2 separate regions of the Zea mays genome follow, and region 1 is linked to region 2. A link is a contact called in public Hi-C data. All regions are on one chromosome and are shown on one strand. Each heading gives the region's core, a stretch centred on a gene start, on an enhancer-like site or on the middle of the called end of the contact. The rest is flanking DNA. Distances are from core to core; before and after follow the strand shown. Region 1 holds the start of LOC103640923 (receptor protein-tyrosine kinase CEPR1). Region 2 holds the start of LOC100283949.

The links. A called contact is a pair of places that touch in the nucleus more often than the background predicts.
Region 1: a Hi-C map of tassel shows a contact between it and region 2, with 2.7 times the contacts expected there. The contact joins the promoter of LOC103640923 here to the promoter of LOC100283949 in region 2. A contact is called at or near these places in 2 of 25 Hi-C or Micro-C datasets (ear and tassel).

The regions. Positions count from the first base shown.
Region 1 is chr1:184,066,867-184,071,485 of Zm-B73-REFERENCE-NAM-5.0, forward strand. LOC103640923 (receptor protein-tyrosine kinase CEPR1) reads right to left here and starts at 3,348. Exons shown (of 2, transcript XM_008664372.4): 1 at 480-3,348; 2 at 1-384. The coding sequence starts at 3,099.
Region 2 is chr1:183,727,695-183,732,322 of Zm-B73-REFERENCE-NAM-5.0, forward strand. LOC100283949 reads right to left here and starts at 3,338. Exons shown (of 4, transcript NM_001156847.2): 1 at 3,078-3,338; 2 at 2,778-2,870; 3 at 2,482-2,685; 4 at 1,700-1,955. The coding sequence starts at 3,255. The coding sequence ends at 1,867.

The DNA of each region.
Region 1 (4,619 bases), core at 2,098-4,597, 340 kb after region 2:
CAGGAGCATGATGATGATGATCTGCTACGAGTACTTTGGAGTCGTCCTTGGTCGTCCGGCCGGCGGGCGGCCCGGCCTCGGCGAGCATCTGCACGACGTCGGCCATGGTGGGGCGGAGTCCCGGCATGCTGCAGGTGCATCGCACGGCGACGCGCAGCGCCTGCAGCATCTCCTCCTTGTAGGGGCTCCACGCGAGACGCTTGTCCAGCGCGTCCGCCTCGGCTCCGGCGCCGGAGGCCACCTTGCCGGAGACCCAGTGCACGATGTCCCTCGTGTCCCCGAACTCCGGCTCGATGGGCTTCCTCCCCGTGGCCAGCTCCATGAGCACCACGCCGAAGCTGTACACGTCGCACTTGGTCGTCGCCTTGGACGAGTAGGCGTACTCTGCCATGCCATCCGTCTAAAATTTAAAAAGCGAAAGAGAGGGAAAAGAAATGGTTCATGCATGCATCATGCATGCATGTACTTCCCATTCCTACCTGGCGCCAGGTAGCCGTAGGTGCCGGCGATGGTGGTGGTGGAGGCGTCTCGGTCAGCGCCGCCACGCCCGCGCGCCTGGAGCACCTTGGCGATGCCGAAGTCGGCGACCTTGGGCTCGAAGTCGGCGTCGAGGAGGATGTTGGAGGACTTGATGTCGCGGTGGACGATGGGGAAGAGGAGGTCGTGGTGGAGGTAGGCGAGCCCCTGCGCCACGCCGAGCGCCACGCGGTGGCGCGTCGGCCAGTCCAGCAGCAGGTAGCAGCCGTGCAGCGCCTCCCATAGGTTGCCGTTCGGCATGTACTCGTACACCAGCAGGTTGCAGTCGGCGCCCGAGTAGCAGCAGTAGAGCTTCACGATGTTCTTGTGCCGGATGCTGCCCAGCGTCTCCACCTCCGTGCGGAGCTCGCGGTCGCCCAGCCATCCGCCGTCGCTGTCTCCGCTGTTGGTGGTGGTGCTGGTCACCGCCGCCCAGTCCACCTGCTTGCTGCTCGGCCCACGCAGCCGCCGCTTCGACGACACCCACAGCTTCTTCACCGCCACCAGCTCGCCGCCGCTGAGCTCGATCTTGTACACGGTCCCGGAGCCGCCGTGCCCCACGATGTTCTTGTCGATCAGCGCCTCCAGGATCTCGTGCTGGTCGAAGCTCAGCTTATGGAAGCTCGTCACGTCGTACGACTCGCTCGACGCCGGAGACGACGACGCCAGCCCCTTGTCCTGCCCCGCGTACCGCCGCGCCCGCAGCACCCACCGCCGCGCCAGCGCCAGCGTCGCCACGGCGCACGCCAGCGCGCACACGCCCACCACCCACACGTCTCCGGCCAGCCCGCGCCGCAGGCTCGGCCGCGGGCACAGCGGCAGCGCCGGGTCCGTCAGGTTCAGCCGGAACGCCACGCACAGCCCCGGGTTCCCCGCCACGCTCTCCAGCAGGCCCTCCTTGATGAGCTGCAGCGGCACAGGGCCCGACAGGTTGTTGCTGGAGAAGTCCAGCGAGTTTGGAAGCAGCTTGCACAGCGACTCCGGGATCTCGCCGGACAGCGCGTTGTCCGACAGGTTGAGCACGTTCAGCGTCCTGAGCCCCGCGAGCGTCTCCGGGATGGACCCGTTCAGCAGGTTCCCCTGCAGGGACAGCTGGTTGAGCCTCGACAGCAGGCCCACGGACTCCGGGATGGGCCCGGCGATGAGGTTGTTGCTCAGGTCGACCTTCACCAGCCCCCACGCGCCGGCGATCTCCGGCGGCAGCTCGCCGGACATCCGGTTGTTGGACGCGAACAGCGACGTCAGGTTCGCGGCGCCCGCTACCGTGGCCGCCACGGCGCCGGTGAAGTGGTTGTAGCTGAGGTCGAGGATGGAGGCGTGCGGGAGGCCGAAGATGCCCGGCGGCACGTCGCCCTCCAGGTGGTTGTTGCTCACCCGGAACCGGAGCAGCGGCGTGCACTCGGCGTACGCCGGCGGGATGGGCCCGGTCAGCAGGTTGCTGAGCACCAGGATGTACTGGAGGTGGCCGTTGGCGCAGGCGTACGGCGGCAGCGGCCCCGTCAGCTGGTTCTCCGACACCTCGATGACGTTGAGGTCCGAGTAGCGGCCGAGGTCGGCGGGGATCCCGCCGGTGAGCTGGTTGCGGTACAGGGAGAGGATGCGCAGCTGCGTGGAGTTGCCGAGCACGGCCGGGATGGGGCCCGTGAGGCGGTTGGTGTAGAGCTGGAGCACGCGCAAGCCGCGCAGCGCGCACAGCGACTCCGGGATGGGCCCCGTGAGGCGGTTCTCGGACAGGTCGATGTCAGTGAGCTGCGTGAGATTGGCGAGCTCGGCGGGGATGCCGCCCTCCAGCTCGTTGTAGTAGAGCTCCAGGAACCGCAGGTTCGTGAGGCGCGCCAGCGACTCCGGGATGCGGCCGGTGAGGAAGTTGCCGCTGAGCTCCAGGTCGGTGAGCGACGTCATGTTGCCGAACCACGCGGGGACGCCGCCGCGCATGGAGGTGGTGGAGAGGATGAGCACGCGGACGCGCCGCAGCGGCAGGAACAGCGACTCGGCCGGCCGCCACACGTCGAACCCGGGGTTCTCGTTGAGGTTCACCACCTCCAGGCTGGTGACGTTGGCGACGGACGTCGGGAACGCGCCGGTGAAGAGGTTGTTGGACAGGTCGAGCACCCGCAGCGCGCGCAGCGGGGACAGGTCGCGGGGCACGGCGCCAGACACGCCGGAGAAGCTGAGGTTGAGCACCTCCAGGGAGGTGCAGTTGAGCACGCCCAGCGGGAACCCGCCGCGGACGTCGTTGCACGCCATCCGGAGCTCCCGGAGCGCGGGGAGCGCCGCGCAGACGCCCGGCGGGAGCCGGCCGACGAGGCGCCACGACGTGACGTCGATGCCCGTGACGTTGCCCGACGGGTCGCAGGCGACGCCGCGGAAGCTGCAGTAGTCCGGCGCCGGCGACGTGAAGTCCCACCACCTCGACATGCCCGGCCCCGGGAACTCTTCCTTCATCTTGGCGAGGTAGGCAGCCTGCGTGTCCAGCTCCAGTGCCGCCGCGCGACCGCCATCATCGCCGGACGCGAAGGAGAGGACGATGGCGAAGAGAAGGAAGCAGGGCAAGGGTGGAGGTGAGCAAAGAGTGGACACCATAGCACCGTACCCACCCAACAGCTGACCCAAACTCAGAAGAGGAGGAAGAAGAAGAAGAAGAACTGTATTGTATGAGCAAGCCTTTTCTTTCTTGTGCCTGCAAAGCTAGCTTTGTTGTTGAAAGGAACCTTTGTTGCAAGCGCGAAACGGAATGGGGTGTTATGGAAAATGGTGAGGAGGAGCTATCAGGAAGGGAGAGAGAGTATATGAGTGGAGTGGGAATCTGTTGCCGAACTGGTGAATGGCGACGAAATAAAGGAGAGATGCATGGCTTTTGCCGTTGGGGATATATGCCCTCCTGCCCCCAGCTGCTGCTCAGTGCTCATTCAGTCATTTGCCAATCAAAACTAAACTGATTGGTACAGGTAACTTCAGCACAGTGCACTACACTAGAAGTAAACCATGCTTTTCTTTTCACATATACATGAAACAGTCAGTGGTCAATGAGAAGAGTACAAACACCATCATGCAAGTATATCGGTATCTACTATTGCATCCAGCAGCACAGTATTGATTCAATACATGGCCGGCCGTCAGTCAGTATTTGTTGTCTGCTGAAACCTGATATCACTAGTAGTCAGTATATGATCACTCACACTGTCACACAACGAGTCGGTCAGTCGTGAAGTCACAGCCCCTGCTGTGAATTGTGAACTGAAGACGCTAGCTAGTGAAGGCATAAAGGACAGTGCAGCAGAACTGCAGATCAGCTTGCAAGCAGAAGCAGCAGCAGCAGCAAACAGTGCAAGTGTGCAACTGCTAATCCTGCGATCTTCATGGGGAACAAGGACAAAGCCTGCCTCTAGTGGACGCCAATCCCAACCAATAATTGCTCACACTTTAGGAGGGTCAGCAGCAAGCTGAAACCTGAAAGCCTCTTCCCTCTCCTAAAAAGCAGCGAGTCAGAGCAGCAAATAATAATTAAAAAACACACACACACACACAGCGAGTGAGTGAGCGCTGCTCGATCAGCTGCAGATACTTCTTCAGTAGTGGCCTCAATGATGCCATGCTTTACCTGCCAGTAGCTTGTTCGCAATGTGTGTGTGCATACGCCAATCTGCATCTTTTTTCCCCTGTTCAGCCAGCTCGGTGCTTAGCAGTCTAGTACCTGAACCAGTACTTTAGTTTGCTGTATTATATTCTCTTAATTAATGGAGCAAAATGCCACGCCTGCTGATAATTGCTATGCAAACAGTGAGCTTGGGTTTGGCTGAAGACCCCGTCAGTCAACATTATTCAGTCCCGACCTGGGATAACTAAGAACTTTCAAATGGAATTTTAGGCAGCTCCCCATTACTAGCGCTAGCTAATGCAACCGTAGGCTAATGCAACCGTAGGCCTTTCTTTTAAAAAAAAAAAGAAGAAAGAAAGAAAGAAATGCCACGGGAGTGGAATGCACGCGTGTGCTCCGATGTTTTCCACTTCAATTTCCACCAGCGCCGTTTTGGATAGCACCGAATAAAAACCTCCATCCTTATTGTACTGACCAAAAAAAATGTCCTCGAAAGAACAGCATG
Region 2 (4,628 bases), core at 2,088-4,587:
TGCCACTCGACAGAGTGAGGCTGACAGGCAGCCAGGCCCGGCCTCAGGCACCGTAGGAAACTCCGCTTCGCCCGACCCAGGGCTCGGACTCGGGCTCAGCCCCGGAAGACGGCGAACTCCGCTCCGCCTGACCCAAGGCTCGGACTCGGGCTCAGCCCCGGAAGACGGCGAACTCCGCTCCGCCCGACCCAGGGCTCGGACTCGGGCTCAGCCCCGGAAGACGGCGAACTCCGCTCCGCCCGACCCAGGGCTCGGACTCGGGCTCAGCCCCGGAAGACAGCGAACTCCGCTCCGCCCGACCCAGGGCTCGGACTCGGGCTCAGCCCCGGAAGCCGGCGAACTCCGCTCCGCCCGACCTAGGGCTCGGACTCGGGCTCAGCCCCGGAAGACGACGAACTCCGTTCCGCCCGACCACAGGGCTCGGACTCAGCCCTGGCCTCAGCCGACGGTCTCTGCCTCGCCCGACCCAGGGGCTCGGACTCGACCTCGGCCTCGGAAGACAGACTCGACCTCGACCTCGGAGGAGCCTCCACATCGCCCAACCTAGGGCACGGACCGACCACGTCCACAGGGGACGCCATCATTACCCTACCCCAAGCTGACTCAGGCTACGGGAAACAAGACCGGTGTCCCATCTGGCTCGCTCCGCCAGACATGCAATGATGGCGCCCCGCACGCTCTATGACGACGGCGGCTCTCAGCCCCCTTACGGAAGCAAGAGGACGTCAGCAAGGACTCGACAGCTCCGACAGCTGTCCTTCCGCCAGGCTCCAGCGCTCCTCCGACGGCCACGACACCACACGAACCGGGTGCCAAAACCTCTTCGGCTGCCACGATGGCATGTACTTAGGGCGCTAGCTCTCCTCCGCTAGACACATTAGCACTCTGCTACACCCCCCATTGTACACCTGGATCCTCTCCTTACGCCTATAAAAGGAAGGACCAGGGCCCTCTTACAGAAGGTTGGCCACGTGGGGAAGAGGACGGGACAGGCGCTCGCGTGAGGCCGCTCGCTCCCTCCCGCGTGGACGCTTGTAACCCCCTACTGCAAGCGCACCCGACCTGGGCGCGGGACAAACACGAAGGCCGCAGGATTTCCACCTCTCACGCCCGTCTCCTCCCCCTTCGCGCTCCGTCTCGCGCCGACCCATCTGGGCTGGGGCACGCGGCGACATTTCACTCGTCGGTCCAGGGATCCCCCCCGGTCTCGAAACGCCGACAAGATTCAAGAAGAGGCTAGCAAGAAAATGAGATTGGTTCATTGGTCTTTCATAGCTTCTCCTGACTCAACTTTGACTCTGGAAACTTTAACTTGCGGATCAGTTGCTTTGACCTTCAGATGCTCGAGGTCGATTGATATAATTCTTGAGAATCCCTTGGACCTGTGGGTTAGGACCCACACACGCTTCCGCTGCTTCACTTTGATGTTTTCCTCCGTCAAGAGAGAGAAATTCTCAAGTTCAATTTGAGTGTGTTTGGTTCGAGGAATGAAGTGATCCATGTTCTTCTCACTCCTCACTTTTTTATTTGGTTTGTGGAATAAAATGGGTTGATCCATCACCACCCAATTCCTTATAAGCTAATAATTAGTATATACATGAGGAGTGGGTTGATTCCACCAAAATTGATGGAATGAACTTATGATGAATCACCTCATGAAGCATAGAGTGACTCCATAAACCAAACACACCGTTTATCTGCCTTTATTTTTACTTGCTCAAATCCTTGATCGACATGTAATATATGTACAAGCGGTATTTATCTGCCAGGTCTTTATTTGTAGCAGCTACAAGAAATACAAGCAGCAAAGTCTATGACCTCTTGGTATCCATGAGATGCTCTAGCATGGAAGGAGTTTTCCAGTTGCTACACTTGGGTGAACTCCAACGCGTTCCCGTCTGGGTCTCTTGCAAAGATCGCTGGCCTCCCAGATTTGCTTAGCGTGTAGCTGATTCCTGCATTTACCACTATTTCATTAGTATCGAGATAGAGCAAACCATATCTTCATACGGTTGGTAAAAGAAAGTTATGCTGGTTTACAGTCAGTCTTTACTCTTCAATGATAATCTGGCCTGATGAAAAACAGACCACAATACCGAATCATGTCATGGTAAAGGCTTATTAAGGGAGGCCTTATTTATTTTTATCGTATATTATATAAATTGGATTATGGTGGAAGAGTAAAAAGATAAAATATCACTTTGAAATTACAAATAAGCTAAAATAAATTACACAATGCTCGCTTCTTTCAGCTTATTCGTAGTCACAAATTGATATTTTACCCTCCTATTTCACCATAATCCAACTTATATAATCTAGTAGAAAAACAAAAACACTCTAAGTTGAAAGAGTTTATGACTTCACTGACGTTACAAATAGCTTTTCTAGGATTGAGCGAGATGATCAACACAACAAAGATCATGTCACATAGCAGCATATAATTAGGGCAAAACAAAGGAGGAAGTGAAGATCCGGGCGTACCAGCTTCATCAAAAACTTCTTTCAGCTTCAGAACATCTCTAATCGCTATACAGGTATGCCGATCACGTCCGCCGTGCTCGGGGCGTCCGGTCAACGGATCAGGATTCGGCAGCTCCATCAGGTGGATCATCTCAGAACCCACCCAGAGCCAAGCGCCCCTGTACGGGAGCTTGTCGTTTGGCCGAGCTGGATTCACCCTCAGACCTGGTTGAGCAATTGATTCCGTCAGCTCATTTGCTTTCCAGGCGAACACGCCGCAGAGAAGAGCAGAAACACGAGGTGAATAGCCAGCTCACCCAGTAGGTCCTTGTAGAACGCCAGTGACCTCTCAAGATTCTCGCACAGGATCCCGACATGGTGAATGCTTACAACTCCATAATCAGGTTCTGCTGCCCCACCAAAGAGCAGACGGCAAATCTGTTAACAACTCGTACTGGGAAATTAAAGATGAGCAGCCACGGGAAACCTAATGTCCGGTTCTGGATCCAGTGGTAGGATAGTTCGTGGACATAGTGCGAAGCTAACTACAGTGGGTCGGATTGGATTTGACATTTTATATAGCAGCCAGGCAGCAGCAAGAGGCAGTCACGACTCACCGTGCGCCGGTTCCTGCGCGGTGACGAGCTGCTGCTCGCCCCCGCCCGTGGCAACCGAAAGTCGCGCTGGGATGCGGCGTGGCGCGGCGGCGGAGGGGAGAGGCTGTGCCCTGGCCGCCGACGGGGCTGTGGATGCGGAGCGGAGGGGGAGAGACCCTGCGAGCCACCCCGTCGCCATTGCTGCCTTTGTTGCCAGGGACGCCTCCGCTTGCGTTCTACCCCGCGGCCCGCGCGCGACTTGTGGACTGTATGGTATTGGGCCTCTTTCTTTGTGTCGCTCCGGCCTTTCTGTCATTTTCTCCCCCACTTTTGCTTTTGCTGGTTGTTTCAACTTATTTCAGGCTTCTTGTCTCCCCCCCCCCCCCCCCTTGTGTCGCTTCAAGTTGCTGACAACCACCAAACGTTAGTTTTCAGATCGTTTTTATAAGAATCATTTTAATAAAAAATCGTCTAAATTCATCATAAGAATTATTTTAATGAAAATCGTCAAAATTCAACCTAAACATATAATCACAGAGTTGTCACGATAGTAGGAGTCTAGATCTTAACCTCTATAGACATCCTTCATCTTTCTATGTACATAATCACGTGATATTCTTCCCCAACCAAATTCTTAGCAAACCTCGCCAGAAAATAATGAAATAAACATACCCATAATCACTTCTTTCGGACGGTTTTCGACGATTTTTGAATTTTAGATCTGTTTGCAAATTCAAAACAAAAAAAATTTTCATGAATCCCGACGAAAAACCGTGTTTCTGTCTGGTTTTCGGTATTTCTCAAAAAATCGGTGTACAGGTTTTTACTTTTAAAAAAATCCTGAATTCCAATTTTCTTTGGGAAAATTTATTGTTTGTTACAAAAAAAATATGATTTTTTAAATAAAAATAAGTATAAGATATACCATGTTGCTCAAAACACATGTAGTTTTCATCATAATTTTTCCTCTGTTTTTTTTAATGTTTAGAATCTTAAAGCAAAATTTTAAAGACCAGGAACGAGAAATCGGCCTAAACCCCACGGTTCCCGACCGATTTATAAAACTTGATGAACGCCGGCTAATCGGGCACTACAGTTCCTGGAAACTAATACTAGTCGTTAGATTTTTTTTATAGATTATTGTGAATATGAATTCTAATAAAATATATACATATATATAATTTAATATATTAAATCCTATGATATCATTTAGGGATGTGAATTTTGACGGGTTGTATATATAAATTTTGATATATGAAATGTAGGTGTGTTTTGGCTTTTGTTTAAGCGGTATCATTATCTCGTTTGGTGGCTCCAATCAAGATTAATGTTTTTTTATTTGTCGTGAGTCCAACTCTAACTGAGACTAAAGGGGAAAAAAAAACTATTCACTACTAGTGTTGATTAAGGTTGTAACATCGATTATTCAGGATCGTATCGTCTATACTGATTAGCGGTGGCAGCAATTCTGATTAGTGTTGCTGCTTTGAAATTGGTTGTGCTGTTTGGTGTTGTCTAGGATTTTTTTAACTCGAATATTTGTCGTACGGCTAGTTTATTTTTGAACGCAGA